Regions from separate parts of the Gossypium arboreum genome. Here region 2 is linked to region 1. Evidence: chromatin contacts called from public Hi-C data. All regions are on one chromosome and are shown on one strand. Each heading gives the region's core, a stretch centred on a gene start, on an enhancer-like site or on the middle of the called end of the contact. The rest is flanking DNA. Distances are from core to core; before and after follow the strand shown. Region 1 holds the start of LOC108480602 (classical arabinogalactan protein 4-like). Region 2 holds the start of LOC108483369.

Region 1 (4,340 bases), core at 1,045-3,544:
TTAATTTGTATATTTATGCTATATTCATATATTTTAACATATGATAAAATTATTTTTAAAATTTATTCATTATTGGCTTATTTATGTATTCATTTTTGAAACGATTCATTAATGATTTATATTTTATGCGTTTCGAAACTTTTATATACCTAATCCCTTTCAAACATTTTTATATTATATATCTCGCCCTGCTATATTTTCATTATATTTTAATTACATTTTTCTTACAAATAATCTTCACTGAGTTTGATGGTACTTAATTTGATGATATTAACTTAGTTGTTAATTATTATTGTTTTGAATAATATTATTTTGTATTAATTATTTAAAGTAAAAATATATTATAGGTTGTATATGTTAAAAATGTTTTAATTATGATTTGTAAATTTTATACTATAATATTTGAATTGATAAGTTAATACAGTTTAATTATATTCAATAATTTAAATCAAAATATTATTTTACTCTAATTACTTCAATTAAAAATATAATACTTAAAATTTAATTAAATATTAAATGTGTGAAATCATATGTAACATATATGATATTAAAAGTTAATTTCATTTTATTTAAATTAATAAATAAATACACATTGACTTATGAAAGTATATTTTTATTTTTAAAATATTAATATATTTTTATTTGAATATATAATTATTTTAGTAAATACTAAATTACTTACATCATAATGTAAGTGAAAAGATTATATAAAATTAGATGATGAGTTATGATACACTCAGGTCAACAATTTTATAAAAAGTTTGATGCAAAATTTAAATATAATTTTAATTAAAACAGTAAATTTAAGATAATAATGATTGTGATGTTTTGAGTTTAAATGTTATGATTTTTGGTGTATATATATATTAAATATTATATGTATATTTTTCAAAACTTATCAATATAAAAATATAGAAATACTTTTAAAATAATTTTTTTAAAAAAACTGTTTTATTAAAGTTATAACTTAATTGAAAATCGAATAGGTGATAACTCTTAATAATATCGTATACATAAATTGACACAAGTTTATATAAAATCAAATAAAACTTTGATAAAAGTGGTATAATTGGGACTTTGATTCAAGTTACTTTATGTTACTTTAAAATAATTTATTAACTTTTTTCCAGAAGAACTAATTATAAAAACATTGATTATTATTTTAAAAACTATGAACAGTATATGGGAAATATGTTGGCCCATTAAAAACAGCTGTGACCACGTGACACTTGTTTATCCCCATGCCTCCCCTACCCCGAGCTAGCAAAAGACAAGTAAACCCCAGAAATGTTTTTTAATAAAAAATAGTACAACACCAATCCAGCTGTCCTTCGACCATGTTAACACTAAATCGGTCATATAAAAGACAAGACACCACCCCTCTTTCCACGTTTATGCGTTCACTTTCTCTCCCACTCTCACCATCGTTCGCACGTTAGCACTTTTCATCACTCACTTTTGTGTCTTTCGTTTTTTTCCTCAATCCTTCATTAGTATACTCTTAAATGTTAATTAGAAAAACAAACTTAAATAAATAGAGAAAAAATACATAAAAATATATAACTGATCATAATAATTATAATAACAATCGAGAGTAAGCTATCATCAAATCTCAACCGTCAAAATAGCAACACGCTATCATGATATAAAATCATCATCACCGTCAAAATATAAATAAAAATAAATAAAAACAAAAGAAATACACTACTAAAAATGAGAAATTAACAATGAGCCTAAAATAAAAATCATCAAATCCAAATCCTGTCCTCCCCCGAAAGTCAGATCTAAATCAACAAAGCAGCAAAAACGACTGCAACGGCAGATCCAGCGACGGTGACTCTGTTCAAAGCGGCTGCACTCGTAGGAGAAGTGGGAGAGCTGCCTGGTGTCTCGCTGATGGAGTTCGTGGGAGAATCAGCGGTAGGGGGAGAGCCAGCGGGAGAACCAGCGAGAGGAGCTGGGGGAGAAGTAGTGGGAGAGGAAGTTGGTGAAGATTCAGGGGCTGAAGACGGGGGAGTGGATGTTGACGGCGGAGATGCGGTTGGTGTAGCGGTTGGAGACATGGTTGGAGAAACCTTGGGAGCCGGAGTAGGGTTAGAAGACGGCGGTGAATTGGTTGGGGCCGAGCTAGGAGCCTGACCAAGTGCGCAACTAACTATGAAAGCTAATAGGACAAAGCAAGCAAAGGTTTTAGCCATTGTAGAGTTTTAAGAGAAATACGAAACAGGGAACAAAGAGCCTTTTAACAGAGGAAGCGGCAGTAGGGTAAAGAAAGAAGAGAGATGAAACGAGATATATATAGAAGGTTTAGGCCTTGGGGGAGGGGCTTGACAGACTTTTTCCTATGTCTTCTAAAACTTTGGAGTTTTCTTATATTTTTTCTATTAAGCCCATTTATTTATTATTAATTTCAATTTAGTCCATTCTTCGGAATTCATCACTTTTTTTCTCATTTGAATAGTCCATCGATTCTTTTTCTTTTTCGGACTTTGAAACAAAGCAAAAGAGTTTTTGACTAGACTTCTTTTTCTTAATTGTGTCTATATTTTTAACTTTTGTGAAATAAAGATCTGTAATTCATCAATTATTTTGTAAAAAAATTATATCTTGTATGTTATTTTTATTAGATATACTAGAAATCATGTATTGCAATACAGGTTTGTGGATAAATTACCCGTACCATGATTAATGAAGCATACCAAAAAAAGGTTACAAGCGGCATTTCACAATTCGTAAAAAGTACATGGAAGCAAGTGAAATCAATCTCCATAAAGAGTGACTTTATTGTACTTTCCAGGTAAAAGACAAATACATCATTAACATACACGTGTCCCATTAGGATCTCAATCGGAGAATCCCGACCGTTTAACATCTCCTTTACGTAAATTCCAAAACGCGTTGATTTTAAGCATTGTAGATGAACGCTTAGTGAGCCTTAATTAGAGAAAAACGCCCTTTTTAAAAAAAAAAAATTAGGGTTTTAAGTATTTTTCTTAAATTTAGGAAAGTAAACTGATTTTAAAATGAGAAAAAAAACGCTTTGTAAGAAGTATTTTTTGTTAAGGTGATAATTAGGAGTTGAAAGCCCCACCTTGTAGGATATAAAAGAAACAAACAAATAATTTTATTTTTTGGTAAATTGTAAATATTGATATATTATTGATATGAAATACAATAGAATACAATACAAACAATTTTTAAAATTTTTCCTTAGGTTGTAAATAAGTATATTATTAATGTAAAATATAATAGAATATTTTTAAATATAATTGGAATAAGTACCTTATGGATGAAAATTTTTAATATAATACAAATTAAAAGTTAACAAAGAAAATAATGATTTAAATGAAAAAATTAAAAAAAATTCAATAGCGTCGTCGACCCGAACGTGTGCCACGACCCTATGGGTGTCGATTGCAAGAAAGATTTCTTCATAGTTGGAGTTCCAGCTCCTTATCTTCTTCATCTTCATTTTCATCTTATTCATTCGTGCTTGAGTGTATTTGCATCCTAGGTTCCTATTTATATCGTTTATTGTAGTAATAGGTGGTTACAAAGATGACCCACCTCGGTAGAACAATAATGTTGAGTTGTTTACGACACTATCAATGAATAAGTGTATAGTGTCGCATAACCCGATTGTGAATAGAATGTTGGAATTGTCGGTGATAGCAAATACCTCAATGTTGTTGTTGGCCTTGGCGTGTAATATGGTACTAGGGATAGAGGTGGTGCAAAAAATATACGTGGAGAAGATGTTGATGCATGGCATGATGGTGCATAATGTGGTGCTTGTGTAAAAAAAAAAGGGGTTAGTGAAAACAACAAAATAATATGAACCATACTAACCTAGTGGTAGTTCACCCATCAGTTCCTCTTGTGAGGTTGGAGCTGATAATGATTCCATCGAGGCACGTACTCCTGATTGCAGCCTCATATAGGGCCATCTTGGCCTCCTACGACGATGTTGCCTACTTTTTTCCTCTTCCAATAGTAAATATGGCATATTGTGATGTTTAAACCATGTCATGTAATCCGAAGAGTCGCCCTGCTTCTTTCAAGTTGACAAGTTGTAATAACCACATTAAATTTACCAGATTTTGAGATTTATCTAGCATTAGAAAACCCCCGATTAACCTCAGGATGAATGCTCGCGCATGTTGTTGTATTTCAACGTCACTCGTGAGTTTTCGATATAATTAAAATTATCTTTAGACCATTTCATTTTTATCTGGCTACCACTAAACTTGTCTAGCACATTGGCTAATAGTTGCTCATCACCAACACTCGCTACCTCCGTAACAACTACCACATCCATTGGTAAACCAAGTTTTAAAGCT
Region 2 (4,340 bases), core at 709-3,208, 480 kb after region 1:
AAGAAGCTCAACGAAGAATAGCCACAATTGTTACACAAGTTCAGCACAACAATTATCATGAAGAGGAAGAACAAGTGTTAAGCAGTGTATTGCTACACCATGAAACTTATTTCACTAAGCAATCGTGTATGGATTCAAATTATACAGGTCAAATGTGGGTGGACGAAGTATTAAATGGGCATGATGATCGTTGCATGAATAGTTTTAGGATGCCAAAAAATATATTTCACATGTTGTTGCATGATTTGCAAACAAATTATGGCTTAAAGCATGGGAAGGTATCTGCGATGGAGAAGTTAGCATTATCATTGTATATTCTTGGAAATAGAGAATCAAATTCAAATGCAGCAGAGCGATTTCAACGATCTGGGGAAACCGTTAGTCGAATTTTTATTGATATGTTACATATATTTGCTCGAATGGGAATAGACACAATTAAACCCATTGAAGGTCAATTCGAGGAAGTACCGAACCATATTCGACATGATACAAGATATTGGTCTCACTTTAAGGTAAAATTTACACAATCTTTATATTTTTAAAATATAAATTATTTCTAACTTTTATCTCATTACTTGTATTTATTTTAAAGGATTGTATTGGGGCCATAGATGGAACACACATAAAAGCATGCATTTCGCCTTCTTGTCAAATACCTTATATCAGACGGAAAGGTGAACCAACTCAAAATATTATGGCAGTTTGTGACTTCAACATGTGCTTTATTTTTGCATTTCCTGGTTGGGAAGGAACAGCACATGACAGTAGAATTTTGTTGCAAGCACTTAGAAAACAACAGTTAAAGTTTCCACACCCTCCACCAGGTTGAACTTTAATTTTTTTAATTAATCTTTACATAAAAAACAGTATTAAAATTTTTAATTTATTTTTAAACTGATATTATGTTTTACTTTTTTGTAGGAAAATATTATCTTGTGGATTCAGAATATCCACAAATGGCAAGTTTTCTAGGTCCATATAGGGGGGAACGATATCATTTACCTGACTTTCATCGAGGTAATCATCGAGCAACTGGAAAAAAAGAAATTTTTAATCATGCCCATTCTTCGTTACGCTCTGTGATTGAACGAACATTTGGAGTTTGAAAAAAAAAATGGCCAATATTAAGAGATATTCCAAGCTATTCATTCGACAAGCAAGTTTTAATAGTTATTGCAACAATGGTTTTGCATAATTACATTCGAAGACATGCTTGGTCAAATGATGAGGATTTTCGACAATTTGAAAATATACCCGACATGCCAATCTCTTCAAGCCATTTTGATAGAGGTGAATCGAGTTCTTCTAACAATGAAAGTGACCTTGAAATTGCAATGTTAAGGGAAACTATTGCAAATAGTTTAATGAATCAATATTTGTAAAAACAAATTTGTATCAAAACCTAATTTCTAGTAATAATGAAACTTGTTATGTCTTATGTTAATATATATATATATATATTATTGAAAATCATTCGCTTAAATAATCAAAATTTGATTCAAGTATAATGTTACTATTTACGAAAATAATATTTATCATTGTTATAAAAAATATTTAACTATAAAAATTAAAATTATTATCATTTTATCTAATAAATAATTTAAATTGATTATATAATTCATTAAAATATTTATAATAAAATATTAAAAGATACATTTTAATATTTTATTAAATAAATTTATAAATTCACATATTTTAATAATTTTATATAAGTAAAATAATTTAAAACTTCTATTATATATCAATTCTAATATAATGTCCTTAATAGTTATTTTCATTTTCATCTCACCGCCATACACAATTGCGTTTGAATCTAAACACACATTCTACCACTATTTCTAATCTCACCGCTACAGTAATTATTCTACCACTATTTCTAATCTCACCGCTACAGTAATTAATCTCACCGCTACAGTAATTAATCTTACCGCCACCATTATTTTTAACTTCACCGTAAGTTAACAGATCGCCTATCCAAACTATGCCTTCGTCTTTCTACCCATATCCTGACGCCGCCAAGTTTCTAAATTTTAAAACCCTAAACATAACTTTGAAGATGTCTACGGTAGTAATGAGATATTGAGTTATCCGCCATCTGCCTCTGCATCACTCTGTTATATTTGTTTTCCATCCTACAGTTTATTACTCTGTCTCATCTCATACTCTTTCCCTATGTTTACTTTGGTGAGAAGGAAAATTTTTTTAAAGCTATCGGTTTAGCGGGAATAGCGGACCGCTATCGCCACTGTTTTCGGTTACACTGATATTTGCCGCCTTGATCCGCTGCTGTTCAAGTGCAAATTTTCACATTTCTATTGAGGCCTTTAGCGGTGGCGGTCGGCGCCGATATTGTGAAATAGCGGCCTGTGATACGCTACACCACCGCGATTTAAACGTCCCTTAAAACTGCTTGATGGCGCTTCGTTTCGAGGTGGGACTTTTAAACTTTGAATGCTGCATCTTTTGTTTTTATTTAACTTTCGAGCCAAAATCATCTTAACAAAAGATTTACCCGCCTCTTCTCAGCATATTATTATTATTATTATTATCATCATCTTTCGTTTGTCGAATGATAGTAACAGTTAGAGGAAAATAGCAATTCTTGAAAATGTTGATTTACAGAAACTGCTTTTAAACTATTTAATGGAATAATCTCTCTTCATAGATGTTGTTTTCACCGTAATTTTGTTTCTTTTCGGTAATTGATTCTTCTTACCAGTTATTACGTCTGTTCCTGTATTATAAGGATATTTAGTAAGTGAACGTGATAAATTTTTTCTTGGGCTCAATCTTGATGATTCTAACTTTAATTACGTTTCTTGATTTAACCTAGCGAGGTTTGGATGGTTGCTCATATGCAATTTTCTTATTTTTTTCCTCTGGTTTTCCTAGATTCTAGGGAGGTTTAATCGTGCTCGGGCAGCTCAACTAACACTTCCTCACTTTGTATGCCAGACACCTTTGTTTATGCCCGTGGGAACGCAAGGTTGAATTTTTTAATATTAATATCACACATTCTATAGCATATTTAGAATACTCGGAACAATTTATAAGGATCTTTAATCTTTTATGTTGCAAAATATATTGTACTTTCGACCCTTTTCTAAAAGGTAGTTTAGATGTTTCACATCATTGCCCTAAACTTTGTCGTTGATGAGATTGCAAATTCTTATAATCTTCTAAGACTAAGAAACGCCAATGAATTTGTTTGTCTTTGATTCTACAGATGATTAGTTGTGAATATATGTATCTGGAATTGCCTTCCATTGAATGGACAATTTATAAGGATCTTTAATCTTTTATGTTGCAAAATATATTGTACTTTCGACCCTTTTCTAAAAGGTAGTTTAGATGTTATACATCATTTCCCTAAACTTTGTCATTGATGAGATTGCGAATTCTTATAATCTTCTAAAACTAAGAAACGCCAATGAATTTGTTTGTATTTGATTCCTCAGATGATTAGTTGTGAATATAAGTATCTGGAATTGCCTTCCATTGAATGGACATTTAGCATGGATGGTTCAAGATTGATGCATGCCTTGCATTATATACTTCACCTCTATCAAATTCTTATATACTTCACTCCATGGATAGCTCACTGCATCATGTGCCTTTTATTTCTTAAATCTTGCTACTAGAAGACATGGTTCCCCCTCCTCATGGCAGGCACAATAAAAGGTTTGACAGCTGACCAGCTTGAGGAGATTGGTTGTCAAATAATTCTTGGGAATACGTATCATCTGGCTCTTCGTCCTACATCTGAGCTTATTGATGAATTGGGTGGTCTTCACAAATTTATGAACTGGCCTAGAGCATTGCTGACGGATTCTGGAGGCTTTCAAATGGTTGTGTTATGATTTGACATTGTTGTATCTCTCTAAATTTTTGATTCATTTCATTGTTCATCATTCCTTTTAAATTTTCAAGTACTTGCTATTATATGCATGCATGTATACAGTTTATATGGCTTCTGTGCACTAGTGTCTTAAGGAAAAATAATAACTGTTTAGAAATTTTGATGTTTTGTTTTCCTTTCTCTAAATCATAATTACGTTGTTACTACACTGTGTTAACTCATGATCTCCAGTGTGTATAATTCAATTAGTGATAAATAATATATGCGTGGTATGTTGATTATGACAATCTCTCTTGCTGGTTACTTTATAGGTTTCACTGTTGCATTTAGCTGACATCACTGAAAAGGGCGTAACATTTCAGGTAATTAGTTATTAATATTTCTCTGTAGTGTTCATGACATCTTGGAAGTAATTAGTATAATAATTTGCTTAAGTATTACCTGGAAGCATACCCTTTTCTTGTTACTTCTTTCTTGTTTT

Evidence for each region. Hi-C and Micro-C count contacts between places; a contact is called where the count stands out from the background.
Region 2: a Hi-C map of leaf shows a contact between it and region 1, with 3 times the contacts expected there. The contact joins the promoter of LOC108483369 here to the promoter of LOC108480602 in region 1. A contact is called at or near these places in 2 of 5 Hi-C or Micro-C datasets (both in leaf).

What each region holds. Positions count from the first base shown.
Region 1 is chr1:90,837,623-90,841,962 of ASM2569848v2, forward strand. LOC108480602 (classical arabinogalactan protein 4-like) reads right to left here and starts at 2,295. Exons shown (of 1, transcript XM_017783651.2): 1 at 1,509-2,295. The coding sequence starts at 2,198. The coding sequence ends at 1,785.
Region 2 is chr1:91,317,149-91,321,488 of ASM2569848v2, forward strand. LOC108483369 reads left to right here and starts at 1,959. Exons shown (of 15, transcript XM_053029337.1): 1 at 1,959-2,431; 2 at 2,900-2,986; 3 at 3,670-3,848; 4 at 4,171-4,221. The coding sequence starts at 2,968.